Regions from separate parts of the Zea mays genome. Here region 2 is linked to region 1. The links are chromatin contacts, called in public Hi-C maps. All regions are on one chromosome and are shown on one strand. The core of a region is the stretch at or near the end of the contact, and the rest is flanking DNA. Distances in the headings are between cores, read along the strand shown. Region 1 holds the start of LOC103638557 (alpha-1,3-arabinosyltransferase XAT3). Region 2 holds the start of LOC103644908 (bifunctional dihydrofolate reductase-thymidylate synthase-like).

The links. A called contact is a pair of places that touch in the nucleus more often than the background predicts.
Region 2: a Hi-C map of endosperm shows a contact between it and region 1, with 4 times the contacts expected there. The contact joins the promoter of LOC103644908 here to the promoter of LOC103638557 in region 1. A contact is called at or near these places in 6 of 25 Hi-C or Micro-C datasets (ear, endosperm, leaf and 3 more).

Annotation. Positions count from the first base shown.
Region 1 is chr1:128,717,903-128,723,476 of Zm-B73-REFERENCE-NAM-5.0, forward strand. It overlaps LOC103638557 (alpha-1,3-arabinosyltransferase XAT3), which reads left to right and starts at 4,288. Exons shown (of 3, transcript XM_008661440.3): 1 at 4,288-4,529. The coding sequence starts at 4,400.
Region 2 is chr1:129,097,112-129,102,684 of Zm-B73-REFERENCE-NAM-5.0, forward strand. LOC103644908 (bifunctional dihydrofolate reductase-thymidylate synthase-like) reads right to left here and starts at 3,558. Exons shown (of 4, transcript XM_020542213.1): 1 at 3,221-3,558; 2 at 2,721-3,120; 3 at 2,602-2,646. The coding sequence starts at 3,549.

The DNA of each region.
Region 1 (5,574 bases), core at 3,038-5,537:
GGCATGGTGGAAGTTAAACACAATGATCAACTACAAGGCCACGACACTATAATCCTTGCCCACCAATGCGAGCAGGTGTATTATATGACATATCCATCTAAGAAAAAGAGTTTGGTTGATTGGAGGGTAGTGTACAAAGTTAATCCTCGTGAATGACTATATGCTCCTAATGAAGCTAGTTATGTTGGAAGTCAAATTGAGTAGGAAGTGGGGGCTGCTGAGATTTTCCAAGATGATGAACTTACCAGCACGTTTAATGTACAAACTGAAATGTTGGAAGAATCTTTATTAGGCAATCAAAATGATGTAGAGGTTCCTCCAAAAAGAAAAAGAGTGACGAGAAAGAAGAAAGCTACTTGGCATCCATTGAATCGACGAAAGCAACTAGATCCTGATTTTGATTACGATTATGATTGACGAGTATGGATTATTATTTTATTGTATAATTTATATATTTTTTATTTTTTTCATTATTTTGTTGTCGATTTATGTACTAACTTGTTTTTGTTAAAATAGGATGTCAAAGAAAATGAGGTCTTTTGCTCGTAGTTTGCTTGGGACGAGGAGGAGCTCGAGGAGTGAGGATTCAGTTTTTTAGGGCACGGGTTCTACCATGAGCAGACACAGAGCGCTGGCAGAACATTTGCCTCCACACGATGTAAGTTAGTTGTTAAATTACATTATGTTAGTTACTTAATGTTGTATGATGTAAGTTACTTGTTTCATAGGATGCTGAAATCGAGCGACAGTCGAGAGAAGATGCTGCAGTTGAGGCGGTGGTAGAGGACCATGCGAGAGATGATGATGAAGATGATGGTGGAGATGATGCTGGAGACGATGCTGGTGGGTATTCTGCAAGCGTGGATTCTGGTGCTGGTGGAGATTCCGCAGCTGGGTCTAGAACTTCTTGAGTTAGGAGAACGAGGAAGCTACATTTTGTTGGACCACCTCCAGAGCTTCCACCCGAATCTCGGGTTTTGATAAAGCCTAGTGGAAAGTGAGTGACATATCTTTGCTTAATTGTTATCGAAAGTTATGTTTTTATTTCTACATTGTTTTCTGTTTGCAGGTCTTGGATCGACGACTCGTTCACAGGCACATGACACTACAGGTAGGTGAACATGGTCCTTGGTAATCTTGTTCGTCTCCACTGGCCTGGTCTTGTGACTTTGCCTAGTGGCGAGTCCGTCCTCGCCACCACTTGGGAGCATTATCGCTATGGTGTCTGTAGAACGTTTGGCAACACACAGGCACTAGTTTGGGATGCATTCTAGGTATGAATTGTTTTTACTAATTTAGTTATCCCATATATGGTTGCTTGTATGATAACACTAATTTTTTGCAGAAACGGTACAAGTTGCCGGAAGATGGATCATATGATATGAACACTCGTTACGTGTTTGAGTATAACGCGAACGATGTCGTTGCAGATGCAATGTACTATGCATGAATTCAGGCTATAAAGGCATGGTACAGAGCAAGTGCTGATGATCGGCCGATGCCGATTACCAAGGTGGAGTGGTCATCAATTTACCTTACGGAGGAGCAATACCTTGAGGTAAACAAGTTGTTGCATCTCATATCTCAAGTTGCTGATTCTTGTTTTGGGTACATGTTAATCCATGTATTTGCTTGATTGAAAAAATTTCATGTAGGTGTCGGTGCCGTGGATGGCCACCCGATCAGAGGGTTATCGAGACTTGTGTAGGTGGTGGGCTTCCCCTGAGTTTTGTGCCATTTCTGAAAGGAACAAGGGAAACCGTGGGACTGAGTCGTTCCACAACTATGACGGCGATGGACATGTGCGCTTGGCTAAGCGAATGGTATGCCATAGTATGTTGTAACTTCGAATTACATAGAAATGTATCATTCTAACTTGTATGTACAGGAAGTCAAATGTGGTCGTACACCCACGGATCTGGAGATGTACATGCAAGGGCATAGGGGTTCTGATCCTCAGAATCCTGATGTTTTATGCACTCAGACGGTCACCGACCGTCTAGTGAGTTTTTGGTACTCTATTATGTGTTTGTGCATCTACTTGGTGATGCACTTATATTTGGTATGTTTGCCTCCAGGCTTCAAATAGGCAGGAGATGGTTAAACACCATGGACAGGAGTACGATTGGAGGAGCCAGCCAATCGACGCTCAAGCAGCATATGCTAGCGCAGGAGAACAAGCCCATGGACGGTGGGAGTATTTGATTTGGATTTCAAAATTATCCTCATATGCTTGCGATTGAACTGAGTCCATGATTCACTGTACTAAGTGCATGGTTCACTCTTGTAGGTTGGGTATTTTTGATTCTACGATTGATTCTAGGGAGCTAAGACACCGTGGACGACAGTCCACATCCTCGTCTTCGCAGTCGTCCCGTTCTCGATCATCCGTCCAAGAGATAGAACTTGCAGTGTTGTGACAGCAGGCAAAATATCATCAATCAGTTTTGAGGGAGCAAATGGAGTACTAGAGACAACAAGCTGTGTACCAGAAGAAGGACGAGTATTATGCGAACCTCCAGTCCCATAATCAAGCTCTTCTCTCGGTCAATTGAAGTAACATTTTGTTTATAACAACTAAAAACACATGATATGTACCTTATTTTCTCAACAATGGCTTGTATATAATTTGTAGCAACTGGCACAACAAGCCGGCGTCCCGATGCCGACATATGGGATGCTGCCTCTGGACTTTGCACCGCCGATGACAATGTTGTCGCCTCCACCTCCGCCTCCGTCACAATTCCCTATGGTATGTCACCTCTACCTCCGTCTCATATATGCCTTATGTGTTAAAATGAAAAACTTAGTGGTTAATATTTCATGTGCTTGTGTTATAGGGATTTCAGACACCACCCGCTTCAGTTGACGCACCTGAAGATGGGTCCGGTCAAGACGACGCATCACATTCTTGGGTGAACAACCTTTTCAACACCCAGAGTCCAGCCGAAGGAAGTGGCTATAACTCGAACCTACCAGGTGATGGATATGAGTGATAGTTCATCAAATACGTTTGATTTGGAACTATGTCACTCTTCATGTCAAACACTATGTGTTGAACTATGTCAGTTTTTAATTTGGAACTATATGTTAATGTAAAAGACTTGTTTCAACTATTGGATACTATATGTTTGTGAATGTGAGGTGATGTTAAATTTATGAATGTGAATACTTATGTGAATTGATGTTTGTGAATGTAATTGTGAATATAAATATGTGGTTGTATATGCAATCTGTGTACATGTGTATGCAATCTGTGATTTTTTCTGTAAATGTCAGAAATTTATAAAAACAGTATTTTCTGCAATTGCTGAAATACGTTATGTCTGACGGCTTAGTTTAGGCCATCGAACATAAGAGCCTGTTATGTCCGACGGCCTACGCTAAGCCGTCGGACATAAGAGCATGTTATGTCCGACGGCTTAGCTTGCGCCGTCGGACATAAGGGTTGTGGGCCCCGTCCTCGGTCGTTAAAACCGTTACCGAGAACTATATCCGACGGCTTGACGTGGTCGTCGGAGATACATTATAACACTATTTTCGATCTGTTATGTCCGACGGCTGAAAACCGTCGGAGATAACACGAAACCGTCAGAAATAGTCTATTTTCGATGGTTTCGCGCTTATGTGCGACAGTTTTGGTCGTCAGAGATTTTATGTTTTACTGTAGTGATCATCCCCCGGCAAATAGTCCTGTTCCCGAGCTTATGTTACCGAACTAGCTTTGATCTACTTGCTGCTACTGATCCGTGACGCGCAGGAATCTAATCCGGACTTGTTCTCAATCAACGGATTGAGTGGTAGTACGTTTTAAAAAAATCGTCCTCGTCGCTTCTGGTTTCTTAACGGCAGCTGATTAAATTAGTTAACCTGCATGTGCATGGATTTAATGCTCTGTGCAAGTCAACTTATGGAGTTGCTCGCGAACCGAAGCCCAGACGCGATACAAGATTAGATGGCATATGGTTCCTTTTATATAGTTTCTAACAGATACTGCACTACTTTGCACTACTTTGTATATACCAAATTATTTAAATAGTGAAAACATCTCAAGTTTAACTAAAATTTTATAATAAAGTAATAATATTTAGAAAATAAATAAATAGTGTTAGGCTCTTTGTTAATTATATGAAATATTTTTGTAGAATAACTATTTTACGTCTTAAAACTTTTAGTTCTCTATATAATTTTAGTTAAACTTAAGTAATTTTTTAAATAGATAGTATTATCTTATAAGTTGGAAGGAAGGGGAGTACTATAAAAGCATCACCGAGACACATACAGTATGCCAGCTGACTAACTGGGTTGGAGCCTAGCTTCGAGCTGAGCATACCCACCACCAGTTGGAGCTTTCTTGAGAGAGCATTTGAGAGTTCGAGCACTAGCTAGCTTGTAGGGGATGAAGCAAGCAAGGCGTGGGAGTAACAAGCTGAAGCAATGGAGCAGAGCGGCGCCGGCGCTGTGGCTCCTGCTGCCTCTTCTAGTTTTGATGGTGCTCAAGACAAATCTCCTGCCAGTGCTTGCACGATGTAAGTCTCACCGCATCATATCAAGGTTGGACAGAAAAGATGTGTCAGTTTTTGCTTAATTTGTTACTTGTTTCACTCCCGTCGTTACCATTTCTTTTCAAGAACACGCAGTTCATTGGAAACGCACCGTAAGTTGCGCTTATATATATATAGTTAAAGCTAGCGCAGACCATCTGGTTCTGATATATGATCACAGTGACACGCAATTAGAAGCAACTGTGTATATATACTAGGAATGATCAATTTAATTTTGTCCACTTTATTTTCTCATACAAAGCAAATAGAATAGTGATGTTAGCTTCGCAAATAAGCTAAGAGACCAGATTTCCCAAAGTCGTCATAAATATCCATTCCTCAATTTGCCGAGCTAAGTTTGTACACACAGAACACTTTTGCATACTTAATCTCAATTTTGACACGACTAATGTAATAGTTCACGTCTTTATTCATGGTATCAAAAGCAGCCACTTGCATAGCGAGTTAGAAGCAGCTGTAGAATAATGTCAAAAGATCTGGAGAGAAGATGGCAATTATAGCACTGTAGAATAATGTATCAAAAGCAGCTGTAGAATAATGTATCATCAAAAGCAGCCATATATAATCGTTTAAAACGTTATTACCGTCCTCAATGCAAAAACTAAAATAGATTGATAGGACCGGTACCTATTTGACCTAGTATGTAAAATGGATCGATTCACTCATCAGGTAATAACGTTTTAAATCATTATATATGGTTATCATCATACTTATTGAGTGTTCGGTGTTTAGGATCATAGCAGTATAGCACTGTAGAAGGCAGCTAACCATGCAGGTGCATGCATGCTGACTACGGCCGGCATTCTTCTAGAAAAGAGTAGCATTTGCATGGATCGAATATTGTTATTAACATCAGATCTGAATATTTAAGATAAGTACTTCTGTGTCACAAAAACTAAGGCAGGCCTGCCCGCCACGGGCCACGGTCCAAAAGGCTAAGGCCGGATGGGCCCATTTCTATCCATTACTATAATTGCCTCAGTATCTGCTTTATAAAAAATGTTATTCT
Region 2 (5,573 bases), core at 2,308-4,807, 380 kb after region 1:
TCCCCGCCCCTAAATTGCCATTTCTCTATTCTTGGCTAGGCGTGATTGCTCGCCGAAATGTAGTTGCGCCACCGTCGAGCCGCCCCGCCGCGGACGGTTGTCCTCTGGCGCCTCTGCGTCGTTGCTATGCCCATGACCATGTTCGCTACGTCCCCCCCTGAACCTCCCTGAGCCCTTCCCGGTGCAATGGGGGCCCCAGCGCGCTCGCGCCCTCGTCTCCGGTGGGCCTCCGCCGTGGACACGAGCGGCGCCACCACTGGCGGCCAGGGGACCTTGCCCGAGCTGGCTGTTAGAACCAAGGCGTTCGTCTGAGATCGTATGGCTCGGATCTAAAAAGACCAATCCTAATCCCGATCGCCTGCTTGAGATCTGACCGCTCGGATTACCCCCTCACCCGCGCCCCTGCCACTGGGCCCGGTCTGTCAGCCCCGTTAACCCTAAGTCACTGCCCGCCCTGACCAACTGGTTAGCCGTGCGCGTGCGCCCGCGGGATCTGTTCTCGACCGTTGATCTGAGATCTGATGGCCGAGAGAGCCCGATACCCCATCGTGTGTGATTTTGTTAAAGAGACCCCTGGATTTCTGAAAATCAACCCGTCGTCCCTCAATTTCACGTGCAGGCCCTTGTATTCTTGCAGAAAGAACCCTAGGCTTTTATTTAATCACAGATTTAGACCTAATTTAGGGTTTTAAATTCCAAAACTTGTTCATTTCATATCTTTTGCATATGAACTCCAAATTGAGTGATTCAAATTGCAAAATGTTCATGGGATTATTCTCTATCTGTTAAAATTATGATAATTAATTGTCTGCCCATTCTAATTTTATGCCTAGACTATAGGTTAGTTTAGGAAATAATTTATTTACTAGTTAGTTGCCCGTGCGTTGCAACGGCAAACAAAATATTCGATAAAATGTTAATGGTACATCTGGAGGAGAAACATGAAAAGAAACGGGTGAGATATGCAACAGTTAGAATGTAAATATTAGCTAGCAAGTTTACACAAGAATAGAATACAACAAAATTGAACATTAGCAGCATGCATTGCGTCCTTGTTTTTGGCATCTATCATCTACAACCGAGTAAGTTACACAGTATTACTGAATACAGATATAAATTTTTCTAGTAGCCTCATCCTTCATTCTCAACAAAATTTTCTAGTAGTCTCATCCTTCGTGAGCCTTTGGTAATACCACCTAAAGGCATGTATAAAATATGACAAAATACATAAAACAACTAAATCACAAGAAAACACTTAATCGCAGATAGAGCCCATAAAATATAGTATGAACCAATGAGATGTTGGGTTGACCTTATATAAATATTATGGGATCCACAATTCCACATCATGTGCAATAGATTCTTCCTTACGGAGGAATATACATGTAAATTAAAGATCTTACATAATGAGCAGCTGAAGGTAGTTTATTGCCTTAAGGGCATGTGCTCTTGTGGTTTACACCAGTATGTGCATTGGCATTTCTTTTGCAGAAGATAGACAAAAATGTTCCTAAAACTCCTATATTTCATGAATCTCGATGAGCATATGAAGGAATTCCATGTATGTCGTGTTTGTCATGTTTGTGGGGCTTCTAGTTCAATTTTCAATAAAATAGAGAGAGACGAACACTACTTTAGTTTGTTTTGCGCTAAGGAGCATGAGCAATTGCAGCCCCCGGGGCCTGTTCGGAAGCTTTTTTTTCTTTTTGCAGCTGCAAACCCCAACACAAGTTACTATTAGGAAATGACTGCGGCAACCATCAGACACCAACAAATACGTACGCTCATGAACACGACACAACGACACCTTCCGGTCGGCCTAGCTATCACTGCACACCTTTGCATTTGTTGAGCCACTGATGAACCAAAGGAGTTCTTCGACAACACCACGCCAAAATACCCTCTGTTAAAGAGCACATGTTGTTCCATTAATAAAGAATTGGTAGCTAAATATATGGTAACATATAATAGTTCTTCAAACTTTATTTTGGACTTTGGATTGGACTCATTTAACGTATGGTGGCCTTAAGGCTCTCTGTTCACATGTTGAGGGAATGTTGTACAGGTAAGAATGTTATATAAAAGAAGAGTTACAGAGTGGTATAATGTTTGAAAAGAATGTTGCACTGGATCAACATATCTGTGTCCAGATAACAATAAATGCGGCGCATAAGAGCACTATTAACACAATGAACTATACGATCAAATGTATTCATGGTCTCACACAATGTCTATCTTAATAACATATCAATAAGTGTATAGCTATGTCAGATAAATAATAACTAAACTATAGTAGATGATCCAACAAAAACTGAGAATTCAGAAAAGAGAGTATGGGAGTCATAAAGGAAGAAAATTAAACCAGTATCAACTTGATTGCAAATAACATAACAAAAGGAAATAAAAGGTCAGTGCAAATTTAATAAACATGCATTTGAATTAACAAGCACAAAACATTGAAGACATACAACTTTGTAAACACTGATTTGCTTTTGTTTCTTCTTATATATCATAAGAAAACTAAACAATTTGCAGCACATTCCTACTGCAAATTTTGACTCACTGTTAAATCTGAAAACTACAACATATATGTTTGCGTACCTTTGTTGTCATCAGAGGAAATTTTTTCCTTAAGTTGAACCGCATCTAATAAGAAAATAAAAAAGAAATTATTTTTTCCTGGTTGATCAAATTGAATATTCGAAGTTAAGGAGAAATACCTGACACCCAAATTTTGACAATGTTCCAGTTCCTGTCCTGTCGTTTTTCTGAGCACCAGATCTTATAATATCTTCAACAAGATTGAGATATTGGTACTCCTCATGGCGGTCATATACCATCTTGGGGAGAAAAGAGAAATTCTCTTTTTCAAATTTGTCATTCTTGGTATCAACCTCGGTTGATTCCTTGCCATTTGACTCATGAGTTTCTGCCACTGACTTTCTAACACGAACAAAAGACACAAACGAATGCCTAATGTTGCTCTCTATCACCGGGAAAGATGAATACCATGGCTGGAACACTGAGAAGTCAACCGGAGGGATGAAAGTGTCACACTCAATGCTCGACTGAATGTCAGTTAGATGGATAGCCTCACATGCAGGTCCTTTAAGATATTCTCTACACAAAAATATTCCAGAAGGGTGAATAGCATTGCAACACATGACATGCAGCAACAGAATACATGTACAATATGTTGTTCCAAAAGGTAATAACTCACCTCAGTACCTGCCCGCCTCCTATAACAAACACTTTCTCAATTGATAAGCAATATGGAGTTGATGCTAGCAGTTTTAAGGCAGACTCCATACTTGCACAGATAACAACATTCTCTACTGTTGCAAAATCAAAAGTACCAGATCGAGTAAGTATGACATTCAAACGACCAGGCAATGGCCTTGACTTAACTGGAATGCTCTCCCATGTTTTCCTTCCCATTATAACTGCATTCTTTTTGACAGGATCAGATGTAATTAGTGTAAACTCTTTAAAGAATTTAAGATCACCAGGAAGCTTCCATGGCAAGACCCCATCCTTCCCAATGCCCATGTCACGAGTGCCAGCCTTTGCATATAATACCCTCTGTTAGTGTCACTGAATACAAGTGAGCAGTACCTGCACCTTCAGGATACAAGTGAGCAGTACCTGCACCTTCAGGATCTTCCTCTATCTGTCTCAATTTCGACTCAATGTCTGCAAAAAAACTATGTTACAAGGGGATGCAAAACATTGTCCATAAACTCAGGATCATGAACATTTATTTGCAATATGGATGTATCTAACAACTACACAAATACCATCTATTGTAGTTTTGCACGAGACAAAACAATCGAAGTTCTCCTTGACTACTGTTTTTTCTGCTGTGTTCTCCCTTTGAGATAAGTTTTCAAGGTGAGAGCGCCAGCATCTAAGTCAGCAGCGCTCGTGTCTTTGTGGACCCACGAAAGGAAAACTTTAGGATCAAAATTTGGAGATGAATAGATAACTTTGTCTGCAAAAGTGCAAAAATAGACCTCTTAATAAGCATGAATCAAATGCAAGAAGAATTCCTGTAAAACCATCAAACCTTCCTCGCATATTGGGGTCTAAACCTTGAGACTTCTCCCTTGAAATTGGAGAACTTACTGAAGCGTCAGTGATCAAACCGCAGGGATTTATCATCATATTTTCATACAGTTAGTTGGTAAGTCCTGTTATAAACTTTGATATATTAACAGCACAATAACTTAGAATAAAGAAAATAGAATAATACCAACAAAAGAGAGGGAAGAGCATTTCGAATTCCATACCCAAAACCTGAAGCCTCCTACAGTGAAGGATTGCAGTTGCAGGCTGCTGCAGGTGTTGCCTTGGCCCCTAGAGCGTGGTCTTGGCCCTTGGACTGGAGATTTCTCCTGCTGCTTCTAGCCGGCAAAGGGCAGGGTTGGCCACCATCGATCTGCCTTGCGCATTGCACCCTTACCTAGCCCGCTAGCCACCTTGAAGCTGTCCAGTCGCCGTTATGTAGGTTGTGTTGACACGACCTTGCGTCATTGCCTGGCCACCTTGGGGCTTGTCAGTTAGGGCCTAGCTGTCTCCCGCTTGAGTGCCGGTCGAAAGAGAACTGATGGATATAGTAGTTTTACATGAGGCCGTTCTTGCGCTGGTCACTTTGGAGCTGAATGACCTGCAACGGATAAACAGATCAGTATACCCACCAACCAGCAGATACCATTTTGTGAGCTTGAAACACGTTATTCTCGCATCTTACCAGGCCTAGCTCTGGGTCCTGAACTACAATACCATTGTAGCAGAATTCCTTCTTCAGATCAAAGGTTCTTGTTATAGCTGAATTCTTTGTTCAGACCCTGGACTGTAGTTAGACTCTTTCTATCGTTGCGCTCTTAGATGCGCATATGCACATAATCCTTCGTTCCAAGATCAACACCAGACTCCTCAGCATTAGCCTCAGCAAATGGATCTATCAGAGACAATACCATACCATCAGATGCATAATAATACTAAGCATGTTCAAGATGAACTTCATGTTATCAATCTATTCAGCTCAAACGAGGTGACAATATTTAATTTCAATTCAGTTTAGCTCTATTTAAGGATAAATCAAACGGCATGTTTATTCTGAAGCCCACAGAACCAATAAAAGAGCTAATAATTGCATATGATATTCATTGCTTTGAAAATGTGACTGCATCGGTTTTAGGAATTGGGATTCAATAATACAGTGATGCATTCTAGATTTCTACCATAGTGGAGAAACCAGAAATGCTCATAAAAATTGGACAGAGTATCATGACAATGAGACCTTAAAATATCCCGAACACCAGAAACAGAGCAATGTAACTACTGACTTATGATTTGGAAATGAATGAAAAAATAACATATTGAGAAGGATACCTGGTCTTTAGGATCAGGCAGAGAATCAATCTCAGAGTTGACAGTGACCAATTATACCTTATGTTTGTGTTCACGACTCTTATTACCATTGAAAACTTCAGAAAGTAAAGGTACTTGTCATACATGTTCCTCTAGTCTATTATCCAGCTGATAATAAAGATACTACTACTACGACTCCA